2 separate regions of the Triticum aestivum genome follow, and region 2 is linked to region 1. Evidence: chromatin contacts called from public Hi-C data. All regions are on one chromosome and are shown on one strand. Each heading gives the region's core, a stretch centred on a gene start, on an enhancer-like site or on the middle of the called end of the contact. The rest is flanking DNA. Distances are from core to core; before and after follow the strand shown. Region 1 holds the start of LOC123070927 (copper transporter 3-like). Region 2 holds the start of LOC123065733 (protein LURP-one-related 5-like).

What was found. A called contact is a pair of places that touch in the nucleus more often than the background predicts.
Region 2: a contact with region 1 is called in a Hi-C map of leaf, with 2.8 times the contacts expected there. The contact joins the promoter of LOC123065733 here to the promoter of LOC123070927 in region 1. A contact is called at or near these places in 3 of 5 Hi-C or Micro-C datasets (all in leaf).

The regions. Positions count from the first base shown.
Region 1 is chr3B:562,337,117-562,344,291 of IWGSC CS RefSeq v2.1, reverse strand. It overlaps LOC123070927 (copper transporter 3-like), which reads right to left and starts at 2,472. Exons shown (of 1, transcript XM_044494337.1): 1 at 1,511-2,472. The coding sequence starts at 2,429. The coding sequence ends at 1,821. LOC123070926 (ABC transporter I family member 10) reads left to right here and starts at 2,606. Exons shown (of 5, transcript XM_044494336.1): 1 at 2,606-2,965; 2 at 3,900-3,986; 3 at 4,163-4,288; 4 at 4,370-4,492; 5 at 5,078-5,541. The coding sequence starts at 2,669. The coding sequence ends at 5,287.
Region 2 is chr3B:562,544,588-562,551,762 of IWGSC CS RefSeq v2.1, reverse strand. LOC123065733 (protein LURP-one-related 5-like) reads left to right here and starts at 3,076. Exons shown (of 1, transcript XM_044488959.1): 1 at 3,076-3,989. The coding sequence starts at 3,194. The coding sequence ends at 3,856.

The DNA of each region.
Region 1 (7,175 bases), core at 1,223-3,722:
TCTCTTTACAGCACAGAAAAGGTCGCGGGAGAATCAATAAACAAAAATACAAATAATTAAACTGGATGAAGAAAAGATCTCATAGATTAAATGAGATTGCGGGTTAGGAATGAAATAAGAAATTAAGAAAAGTAACTCCGTATCCTCAGCACACAGGAAAGAAAATAATAAATTATGTTGTTGTGGGCACACGTAACGAAAGGATTTTTAAATTAAAAATGAGCACAAGAAGGATAGTTAACCTACATGTGCATGTGTTTGGATTATGATTTGAGGACGCAGCGTGTGGCGTGCATGGACATATTGGCCTTGAATTGATTGGCAATGCACGACGGAGGAGCTTGACAACTGACCTAACTTATCACTTTGAGACTACTTTTTGTTTCATTTGAATCTTTTTTTTTGGCAAAATATCATATCTATTATAAAGAATCACCGAAAGTGCAAAGCAACTCAAACATAATAAAAATTACATCAAGGTCCATAGACAATCGAACGACCATTGTCGCCGCCAGATCGAGCCGTCGACGCGTCGCTATCGCCGCCCTCATACCGGAGCCGGCCTGACCTTGTCGATGACAACCGGGACGTCTTCATGCATGTGCCCCTAAGGACCTGCGTTCGGGAGCCGCAATCGTCGGCATTGAATCTTTAAATCAATATGGAGAACCTGACACCAAATCGCACTATTGCATACACACGATGAGAAACCCTACGTTGTTTCAAGAAGATGGCAGGAATCTACGCGGGAGCTCCATCTAATCCGTTCCGACGAACAAACTTGAGAAGGATCAGAGCCCGGAAGACTGACTCGAAGAAGAAGCGCCGCCATCCGTCCGAGCATCGCCCTTGCAAGGAATAAAACCCTACATATCTAAGCCGAGGCATCAGGAATACCCTCGCCACCACCAGCTGTCGGAGCGACAAGCATAGGGGAGGCGAATCCATAGACTCGTCGGCGGAGATCGAAGGGAAGAAGACTTTCCCTAGTCGCCTTGTGAGAGGGGAAAGAAAAAGTTGTGTATATTGTTGCTTTCGAATACGATGTTATAGTTTTGCTTAGCAATGTTTATATTACTCCCTTTATTTTTGATGAATAAGGCGTGCACACATCCTAGACTTCAACCATAAATTAGACCAACCAAATATGAATTATGCATGATAAAAATTATATTGTTGATTCACATTGAAAAGAAGTTTCCAATGATATACTTTAAGTCACGAAAATATTTTAAAACTAATTTATAATCACAGTTGGATTTTGGTGAGCATGTGTGTTATTCATTGGAATGGAGGAAGTATTAATTAATGCATGCTAGAATGTGATGACCAAACTCATCGCCTTGAGACCTATCACCCCTGTCTTAAATAGGAGGACAAGTGACCACCATCAACAATGATACAAAGAGGAAAAGTGGCAAGCTTATTAGGGGTGCGAGAGTTTGTTTCTTTCATTGCAACCCCCTATAACATATTTGCTTGTATTATAAACGTAAAGAGAGAGGAGATAGAAGAAATATAAATATAATAGCCAACCCTATATTTGTGAGTGACTATAGATGATGGCCAGTAGCCAAAGCATTTACCAAGGCCATTAATGAGATAACATAGCGGCAACATACACGTTGGCCATCACAGTACGACACCAACAACTAAATCCAGCATCTCAATCAAATCAAATAACAAAAATGTTAATCCCGGTCGATAGGCAAGATGCAACCAAACGAGAACGGTTGTGAATAGTGAGATCGCAATCACCCAGATTAACAGGATCACACCACCAAACTTTCCAAACCCATGCATGATGCGGACAAGAAGACCTAGCAGCACGCCGCCGGCGCCAGGTAGTCCTTGGCCCCGTCCTCCACCTGCGCCTGTCCGCCGAACAGGCCGGCCCTGAAGAGCAGGAACCCCACCGCGTGGCCGGCGACTGCCACGAGGAGCACGCCGACGTTGAACGACATGAGCGCGAGCATGAGGACGTAGGCCATCCCGACGCGCAGCGCGTGCACGGCGGCGCGCGCCGCCCCCGCCGCCGCCGGCCGGTCGCGGGAGGAGATGTGGCTCTCGAGCCAGCGGCAGGTGGAGAGGAACTCCACGAGCACGGCGAGCGCAAAGACGACGAGGAGCGCGAGCGCGTACATGCCGCCGCTGGAGCCGGGCCACCCGTGGAAGAGGATCTCCGAGTTCTTGCCCCAGTAGAAGGTCATGTGCATGTAGTGCATCCGCATGCCCCCGTGCGCTGCCGCTGGCGCCGGCGCGGCGCCGCCCATGCCCATGCCGTGCCCTCCCATTCCCTTGTCCATCGCGCGCTGGCCGCCGATGATGATCTGGTGGCGTTCTGTGCGTTCGTTGCATCTGCGTCCGCGCCCGCGTGGGTGTATATGTGCGGGCGGGCCGGCGCGGCGCGGCGCCTGTGCAGTACGCATGTACGACACCGGCAGCGAAAGGAAGTACACAGTCGTCAGCCGCAGCTGTCAGTCAGATCGTAACCACCCACGGCCCACGGGATCTTTGTGAGGGATGGCGGATCCATTTTTCCCTCCTCTGTGGACAGGCTTTCAGATCGTGGGCCGATTAGGTTTAAGCTTGAAGGGGTTGGTGTTTCCTCTTCTAGCCGCCCAGTGTACCGGCCCAGGCCCATCATCCCTTATCGTCCTCGCCGACGATGGCGCAAAGCCTCACCGGCGGCGCCACCCCCTTCTGCTGCTACCCTCACCCGCCCAGCTACGCCGCCGGGCGAGCTACCCCGACCGCTCCCCCTTCCACCCGCCGCCGCGTGGTCGCCTCGGCCTCCCCTACGCCGCCCCCGCCGGCCATCGAGGGCCGCGGGGTGGGATTTTCGGTGACGACGAGGCGGGGGCTGGTGCTGCCGGTGCTCAAGGACTGCTCGCTGTGCGTCCCGCCGGGGCAGCTCTGGATGCTCCTCGGCCCCAACGGCTGCGGCAAGTCCACCCTCCTCAAGGTCTATCTTTTTCTGAACTACTACTCTGGCGCTCGTTTCCATGCGCATTTTTATCGATAGACCGGCGGTAGCTGTGCTCATCAGGCCATTGACCGAAATACCCTATGCAAATGGTCAATTCCAAGACCCATGGTTAAGTTACTTAAGTAGCTGCTATGTTTTTAAAGTGAATTTTCTTCTTTAGTGTGTAGAACCAACTCATGGAGTGAATACGATACCACAAGCAGAGTCTGGTCGTGTTTTATTCAGTTCTCATAGAAGATATTTTTGGAGGATTAGACATAGCATGCATACTTTATCAGAAATCAAAATGCTGAATGGTATTCATTGAATCTTTGGATTGTCCCGGCTTTTCCTTTGAGCACCAAGATAAGGGTCTGTGCGACCTAGGAATGGCTCAGAATTTTCTGAGTTTATGGTTTCTGCGAGGACAATCTTGCTTGAAAAAAATGTCAGCCTCCATTCAGGAACCAATAGGAAGTTAATTTGATAGTTTATAGTAAATATATCATGTAGCGCAAATACCAGAATCTTTACATGTAAATGAGCAATTACGCATTACATATTATGTGTGTTGTATCAAGCACATTCGACTATTGGTGCATTGAACACCAGATCGACATGGTAATTGCGCATTTCCAAGGATATATGTTCAACTTCAACCTGAATAAAAATGATAATAGAGGTAGGAAGGAAGTATTCAAGAGAAGTTGCATAATCTATTCTGGTATTGTTACAATATACTCCCTCTGTCCCAAAATAAGTACTAAAGTTAAGACACTTATTTTGGGACGGAGGGAGTATTTCATAAAGCAGACTGATACAAAATATGGTTCTGAATCAATTTCTCTTTGCTTACTTGGACTGCATAACTTTGATAGATTTTCTTACTAGTAGTACCTCAACGGGATGCTAACTTCTTGTTCTTTTTTAGGTTTTGGCAGGTTTTCAAAATCCCTCTGCTGGTACAGTGCATATTAATAGGCCATTCAGCTATGTCTTCCAAAATCCTGATCACCAGGTTATCACTAGTTCTTTGATGAGTTTTTACCTGCAATTATGCTAGAACGCATTATCAAGTGGCATTGAATCCATAGGATGTTTGTATTGTTGATGCTTGGGAGCTTTGTTAGCAATGCAAGCGTCCCAAATTAAACGAAGTTCTGCTGCATATTGAATTCTGTCATTTGGATGCAGGTTGTGATGCCCACTGTGGAATCCGATGTTGCATTTGGTCCTGGTAAGCTCAATCTTTCATTGGATGAGGTTAGGTCAAGAGTGTCACAATCTCTGGATGCAGTTGGAATGTTGAGCTACTCTCAAGTAGGCAGCTAACATGCACATTTTGGATTATAATCTACTATTGTCTGCACAAGGTTCACAAACATCCTTCATACAAAACAGAGGCCAATCCAAACTCTGAGTGGTGGGCAGAAACAGAGAGTTGCCATTGCTGGTGCTTTAGCTGAAGCATCCAAAGTACTACTGCTGGATGAGCTGACCACATTCTTGGACGAATATGATCAGGTATTAAGATTATTCATGTTTAGTTTCTAATAAGATGTACTCCCTCCGTCCGAAAATACTTGTCATCGAAATGGATAAAAAGGGACGTATCTAGAACTAAAATACGTCTAGATACATCTCCTTTTATCCATTTTGATGACAAGTATTTCCGGACAGAGGGAGTATGTACTAAGGTATTTGATCACGAGGTACCTTTGCTATTGTGCCAAGGAGAGCAATCTTCAGTAAGCCTTCCAATTCGAACTGGAGTTGTAGTTTGGCAATTGTGCTAAAACTCCCAACAGTCTGTAGTTCATTAAAATTGGTGTAGCCTTGGTTCTCATAGACACATGAATATTTTGGACTATATTACATATAATTTTCTGATGCTTCTATTGCATTTTCTGATGGAGGGGGTATATGTAAAATCCTCTGTTGGTTGTTGAAAAAACTGCTATCATAAATTTGTATGTTTTCCTGTTTCTGACATGTAGTTATCATCCTTTTTAATTGACTGGTAGTTAGCAGGCCTACTCTTACCTTGTAGTTATACTTGATTGTTATGGGCATTGTAATCTTGGTGATCTTGGTTTCATGGAAGTGCAGATGGGCGTGGTCAAGGCGGTGAGGAACTCTGTGACTGCTAGTGGGGAGGTTGCGGCACTGTGGGTGACCCATCGGCTGGAAGAACTCAGATACGCAGATGGTGCTATCTACATGGAAGATGGCCGGACGATTATTCAAGGCGACGTCTCCAGTATATCCAGGTTTATAAAGAGGAAGCAAGCACGCTACTTCGGTCATTTTGAGCTCTGATCCTCGGGAGTCCCAAGCTGCGGGCAGAATTATCTGCGCTCGTGTACATCACCACATCAGGGTACTGAAAACAGTTTCTTCTCTACGGCTGTTTGTATGTAGGCAACCGGGAAGTTAGGGGTTCTGTCGCTCTCACCTGTATCGCTGCTGAAACATTGGTTTGGCGAAGTTAGGAGCTGTCGTGTTTCAGTTCATACATTGTTCTTGTTCATTGCTTATAATGTTAGAGTGTGCCTTCATGCAAGAATGTGGTATATTCTCTTGTGCTGTCCTTTGCTTTGTGGTCGCCGTTTGGCAAGTGATTTGCTGCATGGAACCATTCTTTCATATACCAATCATATCTTGGGCGCGGGAATCGTGCCTAGGATATTTTTTAACTGTGTCTAGGATGTTGCTTACACTGAAATCAAATAACCAGTAAACAAGAATCTAATGCTAACCATGTAGTTTTGCATGCACTATTATATCCATTAAGTAGTTGAAAGCCGTTGCAAATTGGATCCTGAATTGCATTTGCGCGCCAATGCCAAAGTGCTGATCAGCTTCTGTCGTCGCCTGTAAATCATGTATACTCCCTAAACTAGTGATTAGAGGGAGTAGTAACTAATGAACAGGAATATAGCCCACCACCTATAATTGTAAATCGTAAGTAAACTAGTGTTTTTTCTCCTTCCCTTTGGCCATTTTCAGCCGTTATCTTTCATTCAACCATCTTTGTTGTAGCATTACCCTTCCATCCATGTCGTCGGTGCCGCGCTGTGTGCTTGTAAACTACTCCCTCCGTTCGGAATTACTTGTCGCGAAAATGGATGTATCTAAATACGTCTAGATACATCCATTTTCGCGACAAGTAATTCCGAACGGAGGAAGTAGACATGTGCTTGCTTGCAACTAAATATTTTGTGCGAGAACATGATGTAAAGGATGCACGATAACAATGGCGCATGTTCCAGCCAAACCACATTTGATCCAACGAAAAACAGGATGCACCTCGCAACAAGATTTCAACAAGTATATATAAAGACAAGTAATGGTTATCCTTTCGGCCAGAACGCATCGGATACATAAGATTAGCATAATACAAAGGAATGCGTTGGTAATCCTAGCAAAATACGTTCGAACAACAACAACCCATCACAACTCATCTAGGGCTATCCTGTCAAAAAAAAAAACTAATTATAGTTTTTTTTGGAAACACTTAAACCCAACAGACTAATTTTATGGCTGCATCGGCCGCATCGTACGCTATCCGATCTCAAGCGATCCCGTGGCTTGGAGCACTTCTCTCCTCCAAGCAAACGACACAAAGCTTTATCCAGAAATGTTTCGGTCTTTCTTTCTGGCTCCCTTCCGAACTCTCTCTCCTTCCTCCTGCCTTCCTTTGTTGGAAGGGACAACACATCAACTCGATTAGATGTGCAACTAAGGCTATATATGTTTCTAAAACATGTGTGGTGTTGCAATGGTCTGCAATTCGGGCTATATTTCTGAAATATGTGTGTTTTTGCAATGGTCTGTAGCGGGGGCTATGTGTTTGAACATGTGTGATGTTGCAATGGTGGCTGCACTGCGCTTCTGCAACATGGCTCATGTTGCAAACAAAAACGAATGGTATATTGTGATGGCAACATAGGTGCAACCACAACATATTCATTATTTCAAAATAAAATAAATGGTTCGGTGGGGAGCACAATAGTGCTCATGTTGCAAAGGAGTGAGTGCAATAGGAGCCTTGTTGCAAAGTCTGGCACGCTCATGCTCACGGGGGAGAGATTGAATGGTTGTCTCGGGCTTCATCCAACGGTTGCCGAGGCAACCGATCTTATCAAATGGCCGTGCAACGAGAAGAACCAGGGAGCATCGAAAAGAACGGGTGCAAGCACGAGCA
Region 2 (7,175 bases), core at 1,827-4,326, 210 kb before region 1:
CGGGTCGGATCAGTGAGCGGGTGGTCCGGTATGGTGTCCGCGTGTAAAGAATAATTAAGTTTCGCTTCAAGTTTGGTTAACCGACGCGCCCGCTCTGTTACTGTTTGACGTTTGAGCAATATCATCACGGTAATGCTATCTAGCTGACGTTCTCTAGAAAGAGGATGAAAAAACGATCGCCCCTCATGAGAAAAAAACATTGTTTGCTGGCAGTTTTAGTTACCACGCGATATCAAGCAGTGGCATTTTCTACTCCTTTTGCTTATTTTTTTTTCTCTTTTCAGAAACTGTAATGCTGTCCTAAAGAAACTGTCAACCTCTACCTATGTAAGACTGCCATCTGAGCATTTCGCAAATGTCATCCACTCCTAGCAAACATTCGCCCGGCCAGGCTTTACCGCGTCGTGCTCCGGAGTACGTGATTACCGCGCTTGGTGCGCGTGCTTGCTTGCCGTGGACAAAACGGGATATGGCTGAGCTGTAGCATAAGCCTGAAAGACCAGTGACGTCAGCTTATCCTTGATCGAGGACGTACGCCGTGCTCGATCCATCGACGCAGGACGGCAGGATCAGTCGCCGCCGTGCCGAGACTCCAATTTTCCCGAGTTCGGCGTATGTATGGTATGGTACGCCGTGCGTCGAACCCGGCAGCGTCAACTTGATCGGTCGGCGCTTCTGTTAGGTCCACCCCCATGTGCACGTACGAGGCGCCCAAGATGTACGCGTCATCACCTTCACGTAGCGTACTCCATCGTCCCATGCCGCACCTGTCCGTACGCGCGTTTGCTGCGATCCGAGGAAACAATCCGGCGGCGCAATTAATTCTCACGCGCAGTCCGCGCCATACGCCGGCCGGGCACCGTGGTCGCCGTGCGTTGCGCCAGGTCGTCGGCCTCGCGCCCTCGACGGCATGGGAATGGGAATTATTGGTTCGCTAGGGCTGTGGACGTGGCTGCGCCGGCTAGCTGGGAATGCACCTCGATCGTGCTACTGTCGTGCTCGTACGTTCGTCCGGGTTCAGTGTTTGCACCGCCACTTGTAGGACAGCGCCACCAAGGCGAACCTGCGGAAGAAAAACCCAACCCGGAAAACCAAATCTTATGACACACCATCCACCTACGCCTTCAAACATGCCAAGGAGCGCCATCACGGCTAGGGCTAGGCTTGGAGAGGACTTATTCCATGCCGACGTGACGCCGTCCTACGGAACCACCGCCGACTAGGGACTAAAACCTAATCTAAAAACCTTACCCTACCACCACCGGTCTGAAACAATTAGGGTCCCGGCCTCCCCTCATCGAAGTGGCAAACAGAGGGAGTGAGAGGCCTGTGATCTCGCAGGGGAGGAGCTGGATCATCGCCGCTGCCCTAGTTCCTAGGATTCGGGGGAGGGAGACAGGGGGAAAATGCTTCGTGAGATACAATCTAATATTTCTTGTAGTTATGCCATTTGATTACTATCGTGTGTTGAACAATTTTCTAGAATACACCCTATAAGGCGTATCTCATTTCATATGAGAAGTGCCAAGAAGCAATACAAATCGCCGTGAGTGGCTACGCCACTACCCCCTCCATTCTAAGTCAATGTCTTGTTCTAAGTTATACCTTTTTTAGTTGACCAAGTTATAAAAAATACATTAACATCTAGAATATGAAATTGACTGATATGATTCCCCCAGTTTGTCTTTGTTCATCAATTTCATGAGATCCACACCATCAAGTTTGGTGGCCATCACCACCTGCTCAAATATCCCCTTAAACCATCCTCTAGCTGCCGATGACATCTTCGACCCTAATCTGAACTTTAACTCATATCACTTTTGATTCCGCCGTAACTCTACCAACAACATTTGTGTTTGTGACACCATGTCACGGCTGCCACCGGCTCAATTTAAATCCCGTCTCGCTTTGACACCGCCATGCTCTCAATGGCTCAGTCTCTTGCCCGGTGTCGTGGCGGGCTCCAAGTCGTGCTCACCAATATCAAGGAAGGTGAGAGGGAGAAAAGGAGATTGCTTCCAAGTCCTCAACGGCTACAAGTGATTACAAGTTGGAGCCTGACCGGTGTCGTGGTGGGCTACAACTCGTACTCACCGGTATCAAAGAAGATGAGTGAGAGAAGAGGAGACTATTTCCAACAACAGAAAAATCCGATTGTTGGTGAATTCAATTTAGTCAACACAAATTAACAAATCCACTGCAATATGCTAATATATTGGAATATGTAGAACATCAAATTAGTCTCATGAGATTTTGTTTAAGTCATACTCACCCTTATTCCTCCGCTTCATCGGCTCCATGCCATCTAGTTTGGTGGCCACCACCGCTTGTTGAAACATTTTACTAAACCACCCCCAAATCACCGATAACTCCTTTGACCCAAACCCTAATCTAAACCCTGACCCATATCAAGTTTAAAACTGCCCCGACCCCACCAACAATACTAGGCCTGTGTCATTTGTTGGCTCCGACTCAAATTACGTCTCTCCACGCCTCAGCGCCGCCATGTGCTCAACAACTTGGGATCCCACCCGACATCATGGCGGGATCTAACTCACACTTGCCGGCAGTGGCGGAGCCAGCTCGGTCAGTGAGTCGGGGCAAAGTACACGGCACTACTACTTGTCAGTTGTTTGCCCCTACAAAATGGCGGTTAGCTCTCCATTTACTATTATTGTTTCAACGAGAATGCATGGCTGACCCCGGGCAGCTGCCCCGGGTAGCCGGGAGGTGGCTCCGCCACTGCTCACTGGCATCAAAGAAGACGAGAGAGAGAGCGAGCGAGAGAGAGAGAGAGAGCGCGCGCCTAAAAAAAACAATTCTCGGTGAATTCAATTTCTGTCAGCACGAAATTAACAAATCCGTTGCAATATACTTTTACTCCTTTATCCACCTTTTAAAGTTGTTCACAAGACCCGTCCAGTGGACCGAGTGCATGCACCTCCGAAAGGACGAAGGCGTTGCGACATCAACACTCTGATCCCCACCACCTTCGAATCTACACCGACCGTTCTCACTTCATCCCTACTGAACTGAACGCCAACGCGGAGCGTGTGGTCTCCTTCTATATATCGTGGACCTCGGAGCCTCGAGCTCCCGAAACTTACCAAAGCAAGCAAGCAACGAGAGCGCGCGCCCTTCGAGCACAGGCAGCACACAACCCGACAGCGCGGAGGGAGAGGCAGCAGCAGCAATGGCGGTCGTGGGCGAGGAGTACTGCGACCTCAAGGAGCGGCTGCTCACGGTGCGCAAGACCTCCCACTTCTCCCCCGGCGACGGCTTCGCGGCCTACGACAACCGCACCGGCGGCCTCGCCTTCCGCGCCGACACCTACGGCCGCGGCCACGGAGGGGGCGCTGCGTCCCCGGGCGAGCTGGCTCTCCTCGGCCCCGCCGGCGAGCCCCTCCTCACCGTGCGCCGCCGCCGCCCGTCCCTGCACCAGCGCTGGGAGGGCTTCCTCGGCGCCCGCGCCGACGGCCAGAAGTCCCTCTTCTCCGCCCGTAGGTCCTCCATTCTCGGCGGCGCCGGGCGCGGCGCCGTCGTCGAGCTCCTCCCTTCCCCCGCCTCCGCCGCTGCCGCCGAGCTCCGCATCGAGGGCTCCTTCGGACGGCGCTGCTGCCGCGTGGTGGCCAAGGGCGAGGACGGGGAGGAGACGGTGGTGGCCGAGATCAGGAGGAAGGTGGACGAGGCGGCACGGGTGGTGATGGGCAGGGACGTGTTCGTGCTGCGGGTGGGCGCCGGCTTCGATGCGGCCTTCGCCATGGGGATCGTCCTCGTGCTCGACCAGATCGCCGGGGACGAGGCCGACGGCGGCGACGCCGGACAGGATGTTGCCGTCCACGCCAAGATTTGGTGATCGGAGAAGTCGTTTGTTCTTGGTTTAGCCGTAGAGAGTTGGCGATCTTATTTTCTCCCGACTTCTCTTCCTCTGTGCTCGTGTCCCTGCCCTCGATCGGCAATATACAATACATGCTGGATTTGTTGCTGAAGCCTGTTCTTTTTTTTACTCCCTCCGTCCGAAAATACTTGTCATCAAAATTGATGAAAATGGATGTATCTAGAACTAAAATACATCTAAATACATCCATTTCAATGACAAGTATTTTCGGACGGAGGGAGTATCTAGCAACCACCGGTTTAGCAGAAAATTCGTGCTAAGAATAAGATCAGCATCACTTGGAGAAATTGTGTTGGATCTCACAGCTACTGTTTTACTCCCTCCGTTCCTAAATATTTGTCTTTCTAGATATTTTAACAAGTGACTACATACGGAGCAAAATGAGTGAATCTACACTCTAAAATATGTCTACATACGTCTGTATGTGGTAGTCATTTGAAATGTCTAGAAAGACAAATATTTAGGAACGGAGGGAGTATCAAATTCTGCATTCTGGTTCCGATTGCTAGCCGCTGCTCTCTTCATTTTCCAACAATCTGGATTAACTTCGTTCAATTTCCTTTGTAATATGCACAGGTAATCTACCTCAGCTGCTTTACTCAAAACACAAGATATCCTTTTCATTTTCAGTCAACAACGTGGAAACTTTGTGTGGCAGTATACTAGTAGTACTAGCCGAGGAGTAGTTAGTGATGTGAAAGAGTACGTGCAAGTTGCCCAAGAAAATTGGGAGTATCCAAATAATGGAGATACTCTCTGTGGCGCAGAGATCGCAAAGGGAGGTCTAACTGGTTGATTGGCCCCTAGCTTCCCACAAAGCAAAGATGCTTGACAGCGCGCTGTATGTGCTGTGCTGTGTGCGTGCATAGTGCACGCGGAAGCGGCATGATACACGTGGGGACGTAGAAATACCAACGATAGGCACATCACGTACATAATCCAGACATAAAAACTATACTCGATAATGATAATAAAGATAATCCAGCAATAAATCAAGGACAGCGAAATGAATCCGCGAGCGCGCTGTATGTGCTGTGTGTGTGCACAGTGCACGCAGAAGCGGCATGATACACGTGGGGATGTAGAAATACCAACGATAGGCACATCACGTACATAATCCAGACATAAAAACTGTACTCGATAAAGATAAAGATAATCCAGCAATAAATCAAGGACAGCGAAATGAATCAGCGAGCGTTTGGTGTATATATATACTCTCTCTGTTCTGATTTATTCGTTGTGGATTTAGTTTAAATTTGAACTAAAACCACGACGAGTAAATCGGAACGGAGGGAGTATATATATGGATGATCTTGCTTGGCATAGAGAATGACTTTAGCAGATACGGTAAGCAGCTCAATAATACAGTAGTAGTACGTTCTAGTCTAGTCGGTATGGAAACGGAATGCACTGCTTGTTTAATTAATTCATTTCTGCGCCTTTGGACGTCAGCCGCACGCAGCACACTTGCATGATCCAATTATTCGCTTCGTTGTTTTATTCAGTTCTTCTTCTCCTCACTCGATCAGCATCAGCTCCGGGTTCGTATTGTATATTGCGCGCCCTCCTGCCTGCCTGTCACGCGCGGGAAGATACGGCGATCTCCTTCCTCCCCTTTTGCGCTAGACCGCACATGATAATGCTGCCGAGCATCCGCTAGCCCTCCCGGCTCCAGCCGCGCGCATGCCTACCGGCTACCGCTCGCTGTTGTTTCCAAGTGGTTCTGTTCCCTTCCGTCCGTCCGTCCGTCCGTCGGTCGGTCATCGATTCGCGGTTGGTGGTGGTCACAGCACAAGACAGGAGGCGATGATCGGATGTCTTGAAACCGACCATCGGTATGTATACACTGCCAGTGGCAGGCAGCCAGGCAGGGGAAGGGACAGGGTCGGCACCGCCGCCATGAGCACTTGCCGGTGGTGTTCCGCGGAATCGGGCCCGGCCGGCCGGCGGCCGGCACACGTCGCCAACAGCGAGCGTGATGTGATCGCTCACCAAGTACTCATAGGCGTGCCTACGGTACGAAATACTACTACCTACCAAAGTTTCCTCGAGGCCATGATAAGATCATGGAACGGCAGCTATAGCATAGCAAAGAGTTGTTGCACGTTTTCATCCTGATGAGAACCCTGGTGGGGGAGCATTCCTTTCTCGCGAGGCTGCAGTGTCGGGTCATCAGTAGTGTGTGGTGTGGTGTGTACGCAGGGCATAATAAACTGTGCTAACACGTGTGGGGTTGTTTAACAAATAGGACTTCATAAAGGTGCATGCTACTGTTGAATTGGTTCTCCTCTCCGGGAACTTTTCAGCGCGACGGGACAGATGGTCCTGACTCGTGAACGTGCTTAATTACATATACGGCTACAGGCGACACATGCTTCAACATTTCTCTCTACCAAATCAGCACTGGAATTTCACTACCAGTATTTTCCGTGTTCTCCGCGGTCCTCGCATGGCACCTTTCGCCTTTCTCGAGAAACTCCGCAAACGCCTGGAGCGAGCGAGTAAATTGTAGCTGGGGAAAGTATACGTCGCTCATAGTACGTACGTACATACGGCCACCAAAGCCATGTGTTACTCCTGCTTGGTATGGTGGTGGACATGGGTCGGTTCAACAGTGCAACTTGCTTTTTTTAGAACGGAGACGCACGATGCGTCCGGCTTTAAATTAATAAAGCCCACCAGCAGGCAGTAAACCCGGGCATGGGCAGCCCGGCCCGAGCCCGGCCCGAAAAACCCGGGCCGGGCCGGGCCGGGCTTGACGTTCGGGCCGGGCTCGGGCCTAGTTTTGCAGCCCGGAAGATAGTTCGGACCGGGCTCGGGCTTCATTTCTTATATATTTTGGGCCGGGCTTTCGGGCTTCGGGCCGGGCTTGCACGTGCGTACACTAAAAAACAGCGTTCGGGCCGGGCTTTCGAGCTTCGGGCTTGACTTCGGGCCGGGCTCGGGCTTGAAACCAGGGAGTATTTCGGGCTTCGGGCCGGGCTCGGGCTTGGGAAATGTAGGTCGGGCTTTTATAAGCCCGGCCCGAAACCCGGCCCGGCCCCACGTTTGCCCGGGTTTAGCAGGCAGCATCCATAGGTAATACATAACAGGGACAACAGTTTTAACAAGCTAAAAGGGCCGAAGCCAAAACAACAAAGGACAAGCAGCTGACCGCCGCCAGGAGATATAACATAAATAGCAGTGCGACTGGCAGCCAGCCAAAGGGTAGCCAAAAAAGCTCCAAAAGCATCAACTTAGGCTCGGGCCTCAACTTGGATCGTGCGGATCCGCTCCA